Linked DNA regions of Mus musculus: region 2 is linked to region 1. A link is a contact called in public promoter capture Hi-C data. All regions are on one chromosome and are shown on one strand. Each heading gives the region's core, a stretch centred on a gene start, on an enhancer-like site or on the middle of the called end of the contact. The rest is flanking DNA. Distances are from core to core; before and after follow the strand shown.

Evidence for each region. Promoter capture Hi-C pulls out the DNA fragments that hold promoters and counts their contacts.
Region 2: a promoter capture Hi-C map of cranial neural crest shows a contact between it and region 1. The contact joins the promoter of Kctd12b here to the promoter of Usp51 in region 1. A contact is called at or near these places in 2 of 39 promoter capture datasets (cranial neural crest and frontonasal cranial neural crest) and 1 of 115 datasets of contacts at active chromatin or transcription factors (astrocytes).

What each region holds. Positions count from the first base shown.
Region 1 is chrX:153,003,316-153,008,934 of GRCm38.p6, reverse strand. It overlaps Usp51 (ubiquitin specific protease 51), which reads right to left and starts at 2,466. Exons shown (of 2, transcript NM_001137547.1): 1 at 2,391-2,466; 2 at 1-1,646. The coding sequence starts at 1,523.
Region 2 is chrX:153,693,215-153,698,419 of GRCm38.p6, reverse strand. It overlaps Kctd12b (potassium channel tetramerisation domain containing 12b), which reads left to right and starts at 2,140. Exons shown (of 3, transcript NM_175429.4): 1 at 2,140-2,335; 2 at 2,742-2,796.

The sequences.
Region 1 (5,619 bases), core at 1,217-3,716:
GTAAACCACTTCAGGCAATCTGTAAGTGAGATGACTCGTGGCTTCTGGCCATCCCTACTCGATGTGCTACTACTAGCCCTCCCTGGAGTATAAGGCCCAGGCAAATCCAAGCTAATGTCCCAGCATGGGTCTATGGTAGTAGAGACACCATGACAAACTTGACATGTTAAATCTGACTGCAGACTACCTGTAAAGATGTGATCTATGATGCAATTACAGCAGTTGGAGTTACCTTCCTGGTCGATACCATCATCTCTGCTGTGTCTATGCAACACATCCAATATGGCAATAAGAAACTCCTGAGCATCCTGTTGTCTGTAGCCTGCTAGATGCTCTGCATGGATCCATATCAGGTGTAGTAATTTATAGGGAATATGAGGACTTTGGTTCCCCGAGTACATAGCTTGAAAAAGTAAAGACATCTCGCAGACTAAACACAAGCTGGGGCTTGTCATCATACATTTGTGCTTATTTGAAAGGAAGAACTCTTTCAGTAGCGGAATGTGAGTAAGTACTTGGACAATACAATTCATAAAGCAAGTATTACCAAGATTAATTAATCCTCTGAAGCCTACAGTATAATACATTGTCTTTTTCCTCCTCTTTTTCTTGGGTTTTACCAAACTGGTCTCCTGATCTTTTGACTCGCAGGTTAATTGGTTTTCTTCCACCTCAGATGCCATCAACTGCTGATAAGATGCATCTCCTGTAGGGGATGATAACAGTCCCAGAATTTTTTCTTTTGTTTCTTTGGCGATCTTTTCTATATCTTTGTCATATACATAATCCCTACACATAAAGCAATATATAACCCCATGACAGAGGTCTACTGCTAAATTGTGTTGCGTTGTTTCGGCATGAATGTGAATATGTTTGTCAGTAAAGCATCCAAAAAATACACAGGACAGACAAGAGTGGAGTCTGTTCTTGTGAGTACTACATATTTGACAGATGCATGACTTTGCCTTACGTTTCCTAGTCTCCGGGGTTCCACTCCAAATGAAACGCTGATAGATCATCCGCAGGTTTCTCTGCCAGTTTTTAGCTACTTTAAAGCTCTCTACATGACAGCAGCCTGTGGGACCCTTATTAGACCCTACCTCCAGTAAACTGTTCTCTGAGCCATCTGAATCCCTAGAGGAGCCATGGTCACTAGAGTAGCTTTTCCGTGTTTGGGGTCTGGGTCCAGGCCTGGATCTACGTCTGGAATTGCGCCAGGCCACCGACCGCTGCTTGGGCAGGGGTGGAGGTGGCGGCGCTGGCGGGGGAGGCGGAGGTTTGGCGGGAGGCGGGGGTGGGGCCTTGAGCCCACGCCCTCCCCTGGAGCGGGACCTGGGCTGGGGCCGAGGGCGGGGCTTGCGGCGCGGGCAAACCGAGCTGGAGCTGGTGTGACAAGCAGCCGGGATAGAAGGGAGCACCTTCTCATAGCTGCCACTGCCCCTACTTGTTAAGTTCTCCGACGTGGGCTTGGGCTCCGGCCACAGCTCCGGCTTCATCTCCTGGGCTCCCTGTGTACCCCGCATCTCGATGCACTCTCAGCTGCCTGCTCCAGACAGGCTCCTCGACCACCTCCCGAACTCCAACAGGCGACAGAGCGGGAGGACCGGGACGCTTCTCGAACGTGGGCCATCGGCTCACTCCCAAGCCTGGGAAGAAACGCGTCTGGGAATGAGCTATGACTATGGGTGGAGGGAGACAGGAACTCGTGTGGACGGCCAGCCCGGCGTCATGGCCGCGGTGCCGTTAGCCTCAGCCCCTCCCCCTGCCGCGAGCCCCGCGCGCGGCCGCGGCTCCGCCCCTGCACCGGGGGCTCGCGTGGCGTGCCGAGCCCGAGCCCGCGGCTACCTGCTCCAAAGGCCGCCAGAACTGCTGGTACCGGGGAAGGAGGGGGGAAGGGGACTGTCCTGAGCTTTAGGGTGAAAAGGATGGCAACTCTTTTAAAAAGGCATAACCCGCTGTCTTTTCGGCGCTCTGTGCAGCCTCGCTTTGGCGCACCTTTTTCTACGTTCTTTCCTTGCATCTTTAAACCCCTCGAGTCAACAATGTATGTTAAATATGGCTGAAAGGAGGTTATCTTTGAAAAAAAACTGACTCAGTGGACGAAAGTGTCCCCTGCCTCCTTTCTTACCTATGCTTCCAGCCTCTACTCCTAAGCGCGCTTGCTGTGTGCCACGCTCGAGCGCCCTCTCTTGCTCTTTCGTGCCTGTGCCCTCACACCCCGTTTCTTGCTCCTGTCCTCTCATTTCCTAGGGTTTCCCCCAGAATTCAGACTCCCTTCACGCGTGACCACCCCCATCCACAGTACGCGACCCCCAAAGTGCATGCTCCCTCCCCGCAACCACCGCAGCTCCCCAAGCCCGCGGATTTGTAAAAAGGTCTGGGTTTGTTACCTGGGGCCCCAAGGCGCGCTTCATCTAGAAAGTCAGCTGCTGCTGCTGTCCAGGCGCTCCTCTGCCAGTCTTCTCTATGACCTCTCTTCGGGGCTGGTCACAAGGGGGCCGCCCCCTGGCCCCTCCCCTCTCCACGTATGGGCCCCCAGCCCCGGAATCAGGCCTCCAGCAGGGATGAATAGTACCGCTGTCCCCCTAGGCAGAAAAACCCCTTCTGAAAGGGATTCTACCAGAGGTAACAACAGCCACAGATTTTAGTAAAAGATCTTGGGAAGGCTCAGGCTTCATCTGGTTATGGCACTCTTAAAAAGAAAAAAAAAAAAGAAAGAAAAAAAAGAAAAAAAATAGAAAGAACGGGGGAAAAAAAAAACCCTGAAACAACAACAACAAAACTAACCAAGGTAGGGTTAGGGATTCACTAAGATGGCAAATTCTACAGTGTTCCTTCCGGAAGCTTTAAAATTAAAATCTCAAGAGTAAAGTGGAGAGGTTATTATTTCTGAGTGTTGGGGAGAGGAAAAATACGCATATGATTCAGGATAAAATAGACCTCAGCCCAGCAACATGCTGTTCCTACAGGGATAAACTGTAAACACTTAGAGCTCATCGGTCAAAGGTGAAAGATCCTAAGATGTTTACACAGAGTGGCAACATATACTTTTGGTCACCCCTTATATTAGTAACCCTAGTATTGGGTGTTCAGGTTAAAATCACTAAGTAGCACATTGCAGGGCGTCAGCACACTTAAGAACAATGCTATGGGTGAATGTGTAAACCCGGAAGAGGGTGATCGGCCTCACAGAGATCTTTCCAGAACTCAGAAATATTTTATCAAGTTCTCTCCACATATACCCACATACAGTGGCACAAAAATTGTGGGAGAAGTATGCAAATAAAAAAGACTGGAATCAGGAAAATATATATCTAAATATTTGCCACATTGTTTCAGAATCAGTTAAAAAATTCTTCCTACTGAAATCTATCACACTTCCCTATTCCAACCTGGGTCTCCACTCCTAGAGTTATCTCAATGCATTCAGGAAACCAACCCAAAGAGAAGATAGCAGCCACAGCTGGCCTGACACTTATTATGGGAACAGTATGATCAATCCCAAGTTGAATAACTAAAAACCATGGTTCAGTAGTATGAATGGGGAGCCCAAAGGGACACATTCCACCCACTTCCCAGACTTTTTGTCTGTATCCAAGGAATGTGAACATTACAAACAGAGGCTTCAGATTGACATATCACAGACACATTCTAAAACAGCAGTGACTCAAACAAGGGAAGCAGGAAGATGGTCAAAAATTTAAATAATGTAACTGTCTAACTGTAATTTGGAGTGATCAAACCAAACTTGTAGAATAATAAAACATACAAAATGACGACATTTCAGCAGTAGGCTGCTTTCAGGACCTATAGTCCTCCATCTCTCTGCCTCTCTGCATCTCTTTCTCTCTGTTTCTTTGGCTCTGCCTCTGTCTTACTCTTTCTCCTGTGTGTGAGTAGGAGGGAGAGAGAGACAGAGAGACAGAGACAGAGAGAGAGAGAGAGAGAGAGAGAGAGAGTGTTAAAACAGAGTGAAGTCTCTCTCAGCATTAACCTTTGCTTGCACACTGCTCTTATCCAGGCCACTTTGACTGATTCCTTGCATCACTCATTGGAGACTCCAGCAAATTAACATCCTCTCCATTAAGGGGGATGTGTGTGGGAACAATTTTGCTTCAAAGACCAACATGGTGTAGATGTGCAGACACTGGTAGCCAGGACTTCAGAAATGCCATGACTTTCTGTGGCTGTGGCCAGCTCTGTCAGACAAGAACCTTGCATTGATTAATCCTTACTCTCTGCTGTCCACAAGGGGGAAATGTCCATCACACTTTAAAACGGCAGACATTATATTGTATGATATGATGTGTGAGTTCAGCCTTTCTAAGAGAAAGGGATTTTATAAGCTTCTGGGTCTTTGGACTTTTAAAGTGAAAGGTGGGACAACTAGATTCATGCTCTTGCTACAGGAGTGGAGATGATTGTGTGTCACTTGGCTGGTTCACATGGGGTGATTTTCTCTCCTTAAGGTCTGAAGCTGTATGATTTGAAGACGTGAGTTATTTTTGCTATATGAATATGTGATGGCATTGTCCACATAACATGAAAGAAGAGAGGTAGAGAGTAGGGCCCCCGTGATGTCTGCAGAGATGAGCAACCACTTGAGGAGCCACAGATCAGAAACATGACTTCCTATCAGCCCCATGTGTGCTTTAATCTTCAGTGCTTCCAAGTGTTAAAGACATCCCTCGTGTCCGCACTTTAAAACATCATGGCACAGTCAGGCTGACGTGGCAACATCATTTCTGCGGAAGACAACAATGGCTGCCACCACATAGCGCCATATCCCAACAAAACAAAGCTGGTGCCTGCATGGTGTGAGGGAAACAGGAAATGGCCATGACCTTTCAGTCTGAGGGTCCCAGAATCCCAGGTAAGCAAATCAAACACTTTATATCAGTACCAAGAGTACAAGGTGGACACCCGGCTAGCTGGGTCAGATCTCTCTATGCTCTGTGATGGAGCCTGGCCGAATGAATGCAAGTGGACCGACCCTTTGACATCTGCCCAGTCGTTACACTGTGCTCATGGGTGAGAAGAGTCATATTTATTTAAAGACAAAGGATCTAGCACCCTTTCTCTTTTCTTTCTTGGAACAGATGGCAGGCATCCTGTGTGGCCCAAGCTGCCCTTGAGCTCACAAGCCTCCTGCTTCTCTCTCCAGGCACAAGGGTGATAGGTGTGTGGGGTCATACCTGGCAATCATTCGCTTCCTGTGTTCTTGGGTTCATTAAAGTCTTCAGGGCAAGGACAATTGTTACCTTCCAAGATGAATGACCTGACCTAAACCTAGGGGGAGAGTGTTGGTGTGATTCAATTGAATTGATGGATATTGCAGGGGTGGGATGTTCTGGGAAACACCACTATAGCTGGCAGGCGATCCTAGGCCTTAGAGATTCAGATCATGGCCAGTGACCACATACTCTCTTTGTAATCTTCTAATCCAGCAATGCAAACTGCTGTTGCCACAGAGCAGTGGAAGAGAGGAACAACATTGAGTATTGGTTCAGTGTGACAAATCCAGGATCACTCAGAGGTCTCTGGTTTGAGTGGGACCATGGTGTCTCATGGCAGGGTGTGGGGAGGCAGATTAATGACCACCATCCCCCCTTAGTGCAC
Region 2 (5,205 bases), core at 891-3,390, 690 kb before region 1:
AATTCACAGACCACATGAAGCTCAAGAAGACTGACAAATACAGAAGTGGATGCTCACAGCCATGCATTGGATGGAGCACAAGGTCCCCAATGAAGGAGCTAGAGAAAGTACCCAAGGAGCTGAGGGGGTTTGCAGCCCCATAGGAAGAACAACAATATGAGCTAACCAGTACCCCCCCAGAGCTCTCTGGGACTAAACCACCAATTAAAGAAAGTACATGGTGGAACTCATGGTCCTAGCTGCATATGTAGCAGAGGATGGCCTAGTTAGTCATCAATAGGAGGAGAGGCCCTTGATCTTGTGATGGTTCTATTCCCCAGTATAGGGGAATACCAAGGCCAGGAAGCAGGAGTGGGTGGGTTGGTGAGCAGTGGGAGAGGAGAGGGGATGGGGGATTTTCGGAGGGGAAACTAGGAAAGAGGAAAGCATTTGAAATGTAAATAAAGAAAATATCTAATAAAAAGGGAGAAGGAGGAAGAGAAGAAGGAGGAGGAAGATCAAAGTTTGGATACTTCAGTCCTTAGAAGAGAGATCAAAATACCCATGAGCGGAGATACAGAGACAAAGTGTGGAAACAGAGACTGACAGAAAGGACATTTAGAGTCTGCTCCACCTGGGGATCCATTCCATAAACAGTTACCAAACCCAGACACTATTGCAAATACCAACAAGTGCTTGCTGACAGGAGTCTGATATAGCTCTCTCCTGAGAGGCTTTACCAGTTCCTGACAAACACAAAAGTGGATGCTCACAGCCATCCATTCGACTGATCACAGGGTCCCCAGTGAAGGAGCTAAAGAAAGGACCAAAGGAGCTGAAGGGGTTTTTAGCCCCATAGGAGGAATAACTATATCAACCAGCCAGTACCCCCAGAGCTCTCAGGGACTAAACCACCAACCAAAGAGTACACATGGAGGGACCCATGACTCCAGGTGCATATGTAGCAGAGGATGGCCTTGTTGGTCATCAATGGGAGGAGAGGCCTGTGAAGGCTCAAGGCCCCAGTGTAGGGGAATGCCAGGACAGGGAAGTAGGAGTGGGTAGGTTGGTGAGCAGGGGCATGGGATATGGGGTTTTCAGAGGGGAAACCAGGAAAAGGAATGACATTTGAAATGTAAATAAAGAAAATATCTAATAAAAAAGAATTTAGAGAGATGTAGCCCAATTTTGAAGAAATCCATATTTAAATCCAACGATTTCAGTGATGCTTAGAGAGGGAGAAATGCATACACAACAAAATAATTTAGATAAGGGGTTCACTTTTCTAGTTGGGTTTATACCACAACTGGAGAACATTAACGTGGAATTTTTGGAGTGAGGTAGCCTAACATCTTGACTCTAGCATTTAAAAAACAGTTGAGTGTCTAATACATGGTATGTGTGTAACCCCACCCTCCCAACTCCCCACCCCATCCCTGCTCTTTGTTGACTCTGTCCTTTCTGCCTGCAATGCTAATCCTATCTTGTGGGTAATTCCTATGCATCTGGTAAAACTCCATTTAGTTAATCCCCCAGGAAGCCTTCAGATTTCCCTAGATAGCCCTGGAATGCTTCTTTTTTGTTCTTACAATACTGTGCTTTTTCTCATCCATAATAGTGAAACACAGTATGTTTAATTCTTCTCATGAAGAAGTGTCTAGTATTTCTTTATTTTCAGCTCTTAGCATACAATCTGACTTTTAGGATTTTGGGCATTAAAGTAAATATACCTAATATTAAGTTCAGAATCCAACAAATTCTTCATTGAAAAATTCATTCAGTGTGATTGTGGTTGCCCATAGCACAACCAGGTACTCCAGGCTGACACTGAAGGATGTAAATTTCAAGGCTAGCCTGAGGTATGTAAGAAGGCCCTGTTTCAGAAACAAACAAACGACAAGCCCCTTACAAATCATTCATGTACTATGACTGCAAAATATTTACTTGCTCTGCTGTAACCAAGATGAACCAAATTTCTCCTGTCCTGTCACCACTACCTTTGTTTCTCGCCCCTTCCCCCTTCCGTGCCTTTTCTCTGCTTTGCTTTGCTTTGCTTTGCTTTGCTTTGCTTTGTTTTGTTTTGTTTTGCTTTGCTTTGCTTTGCTTTGCTTCTTGTCTGGCTGCAGAATAGAGCGGGAGGCTGGCTGAGCTGGAGAGGAAGTCAAGTATGTCATAGCAGAGGAGGAGGGTCTACAAGACTGCTAGTTTTAAAGAGGAAAACTCAAATCAAGCACCAAAACACACAGCAAGGGAGAGGAAGAACAGAAAGGCATTCCTCTGTGGAGGTGAGCCCTCACAGCACTGAGGCAGACAGGCACTGAAGCTCGATTTGGCAGTACCTGGCTCGAGACTCAAGGTAACTATTTTATCACCCTCCTTGTCTTTTCTTTCCAGTCCATCGCTTCTGGAATTTCAGAGCTTCTGAATTTGAGCTGGGGATAGGCACGTCTGCTGCTTCTCTATTGAGAGATCTACTGTGAAGCCTGAGACTGGAAAGCAGTTTAGAGTTCCAAAAGCAACCGAAGCGCTTTCCGAGGGGGGGGGGGGCGATCAGAAAAATTCATATTGCTTTCTAGCATCCGTTGAATTTTTAAAGTATTTTGATTGGGTTTAATGCTTCTGGGTGCTAACCTTTTCTTTTATGAGCGAACAACAAGTCACAGATACAAGCTAGTTAGAAGCACAAGGGAATATTGCTGAGGCAAAGAATTGTTTCTTAATTCTTACTTGAAGTTGTTTTCTCCCTTTGCTTGCACTTCCAGTTTAGCTGTTAACTACTTTGATTTCTTGGATCTCCGGCTTGGAGCAGCATACAAGGTGGGGATCACTTTCCTAATTTGAATGTGTGGCTTTGTTCTTACAAACAAGTAAATATTTAAAACACATTGGTTTAAAAGAGGAGAGAGACAGAAGCCAAGAGACAGAAAAGAAAGTAAAAGATTCCAGAAGAAAATGGAGGGCGGTAGGTAGGAAAGGGGGATTAAGACATAGGGATTTCAGGCTTAATAAAATAGAAAACTGGCTGGTTACAAAGTGTCTTGTTTTCTTAGAAATGTCTTCCTGCACATTTTTTCTGTCAGTCACATATCATTTTGACGAGCTTACAGTTCAGTGTACTTTGCTACAGCTGACTTTTGTCTTTGAAAAACATGGATCTTGGTTACAAGTTGAATTATTCAGAGGCAGAAAGGGAGCGATACATTGGTTAGTTTCCTTACTGCCTTTAAAACGCTAGAAAAAATAACTCAGTTCTTCTGGGCTCGGTATACAGCTGCTTTTATTTGTCTTCTCTGCAGCCTGATTTAAGCCCTTTATTAAATGTCACCCTATTTACTTCCTCCTACAGGGACTCTTATTTCTTTGATTAACTGAGGGCACTACTAACACACCCTCATCAGCCTCCTGTTTCTTCATGAAAGAGAATAAATGAGACATTTTAGGGTTTCTTAAAAGGCTGCCCTCTGCCCGTCCCCAGACCCCCCACACACAAAGGGGGAAGAAGCATTTCCAAAACTGACTGAGGGTTAGGTTAAGAGAACTCTTTGTGTTTGTTGCTTGTCTGTTTCCCCATAAGCAAAACCAGCTTGACAGAGAACATTGGGCAGGAGAAGGGGAGAAAGAAGTTATGCAGGAAGCTTTGTACGTAGAAAAGAATTTTTACATTGCAAACACATACAAACAGATAAGCGTCTTCCTGCATGTCCTTCTTTACTTCATGCAATGATGTGTGCACAAGGGGCTGTTTTGAACTAGATATGTTCATTATTATAGAAACCACTTCCATTTTCTTTCTAACAGAAAGAAAAAAGTAAATCAAATCAAAACCAAACAAAAACCAACCAACCAAAAACTGCTCACGTATTGAGACTCCTAGCTATGAGTAGTGTCACATGTAGCTTTTCACAGTAACATTTCTATATCTATGTTTAAAAATGTTTGAGAAAGGCAGCAGCAGAAGTTCCAGTGCAGTTCCGTCCTGACTTTTGTTCTGATTTCTTCTCCCAGAATAAAGGCTCTGTCCTTTTGAAAGTAGCTAACATTGTTTTGTTAACACAAGTGGCAAACTGGCTACTCAGCTTGACTCCCTAAAACAGTGCTTCTCAAGTTTCCTGATGCTGCAACCGTTTAATACAGTTCCTCATGTTGAGTTGACCCCAACCTCAAATTATTTTCATTGCCTACTTCATAACTAATTTTGCTACTGTTATGAATCATAAAATAAGTATCTGATATACAGGGCATCTGATATGTGACCCCCAAGAGGGTCGCAACCCACAGGTTGAAAACCACTGCCCTAGATTGATTGTAACTCTAATTCATAGGATTTTGGATCATTGGCTTATAACTGAAGTTTTCAGGTCAAAAGTCTGACTTCTGGCAGCCTTTACATGCTACCCCTTCCCCTCCCTCAGCTATCTTCATATGAGAAAGGAACAAGTAATTGTGAAAAACGAGGGGTTTATTCAGTGCATCCACACTGAGAAGGGGACGGGGAGTTTGTATAAAGGGCAAGAGACATGTATAATTAAGCAACCCTAGTCAAGATGTGGTCTGCTTGACCATTTCAGATCTAGTCCTGTAAGATGTTGTGAAAAAAACCCTACTGTGTGGAAGGAATCAATGTGGTTCTTATTATTTCTACTCCAAAGTGTACTGTTACGGGTTATTCTCCTTTCCTGGTCTGTTCTGCCATTCCTGGAATCCAGGATAATTCCAGAGGAAAAGTTAAAGAAAAAGATTTATTCGCGTACCTTCAGCTAAAGTAATGGAGGCAAACAGATACAGCATAAGGCAGAGACATCAAACGTTCACCTTGGTTTCAGTTAACCTTGTGGGCCCAGTGAGCCAATGCTTTTTGAGCAAGAGTGGTTTCTAAGTGCCTATTTCAAGTTGACTTGTACAGAACTATGTCTAAAGCAACATGGAGAAAAAATACAGTCTTTTTTTAATTGTGCTATAAAATAATCTGTTTGTACATTGGGGGAAAACATCTCAACTTTTGATAGTGTTCTTTTGTTGTTGGTGGTGGTGGTGGTTTTTTGTTTGTTTGTTTGTTTTGTTTTTGAAGAATATCACCTTTTGTATTCAGAAATCTGCAAGATCAATTACATTTCTTTTTCACACATATGTATTCAAGATGAACTTCTATAAATGGATTTCTCCTCATATCTCCTCTGACATTATAACATTCCTGGTATTATTATACCATGTGTTTTTTGGTGATAT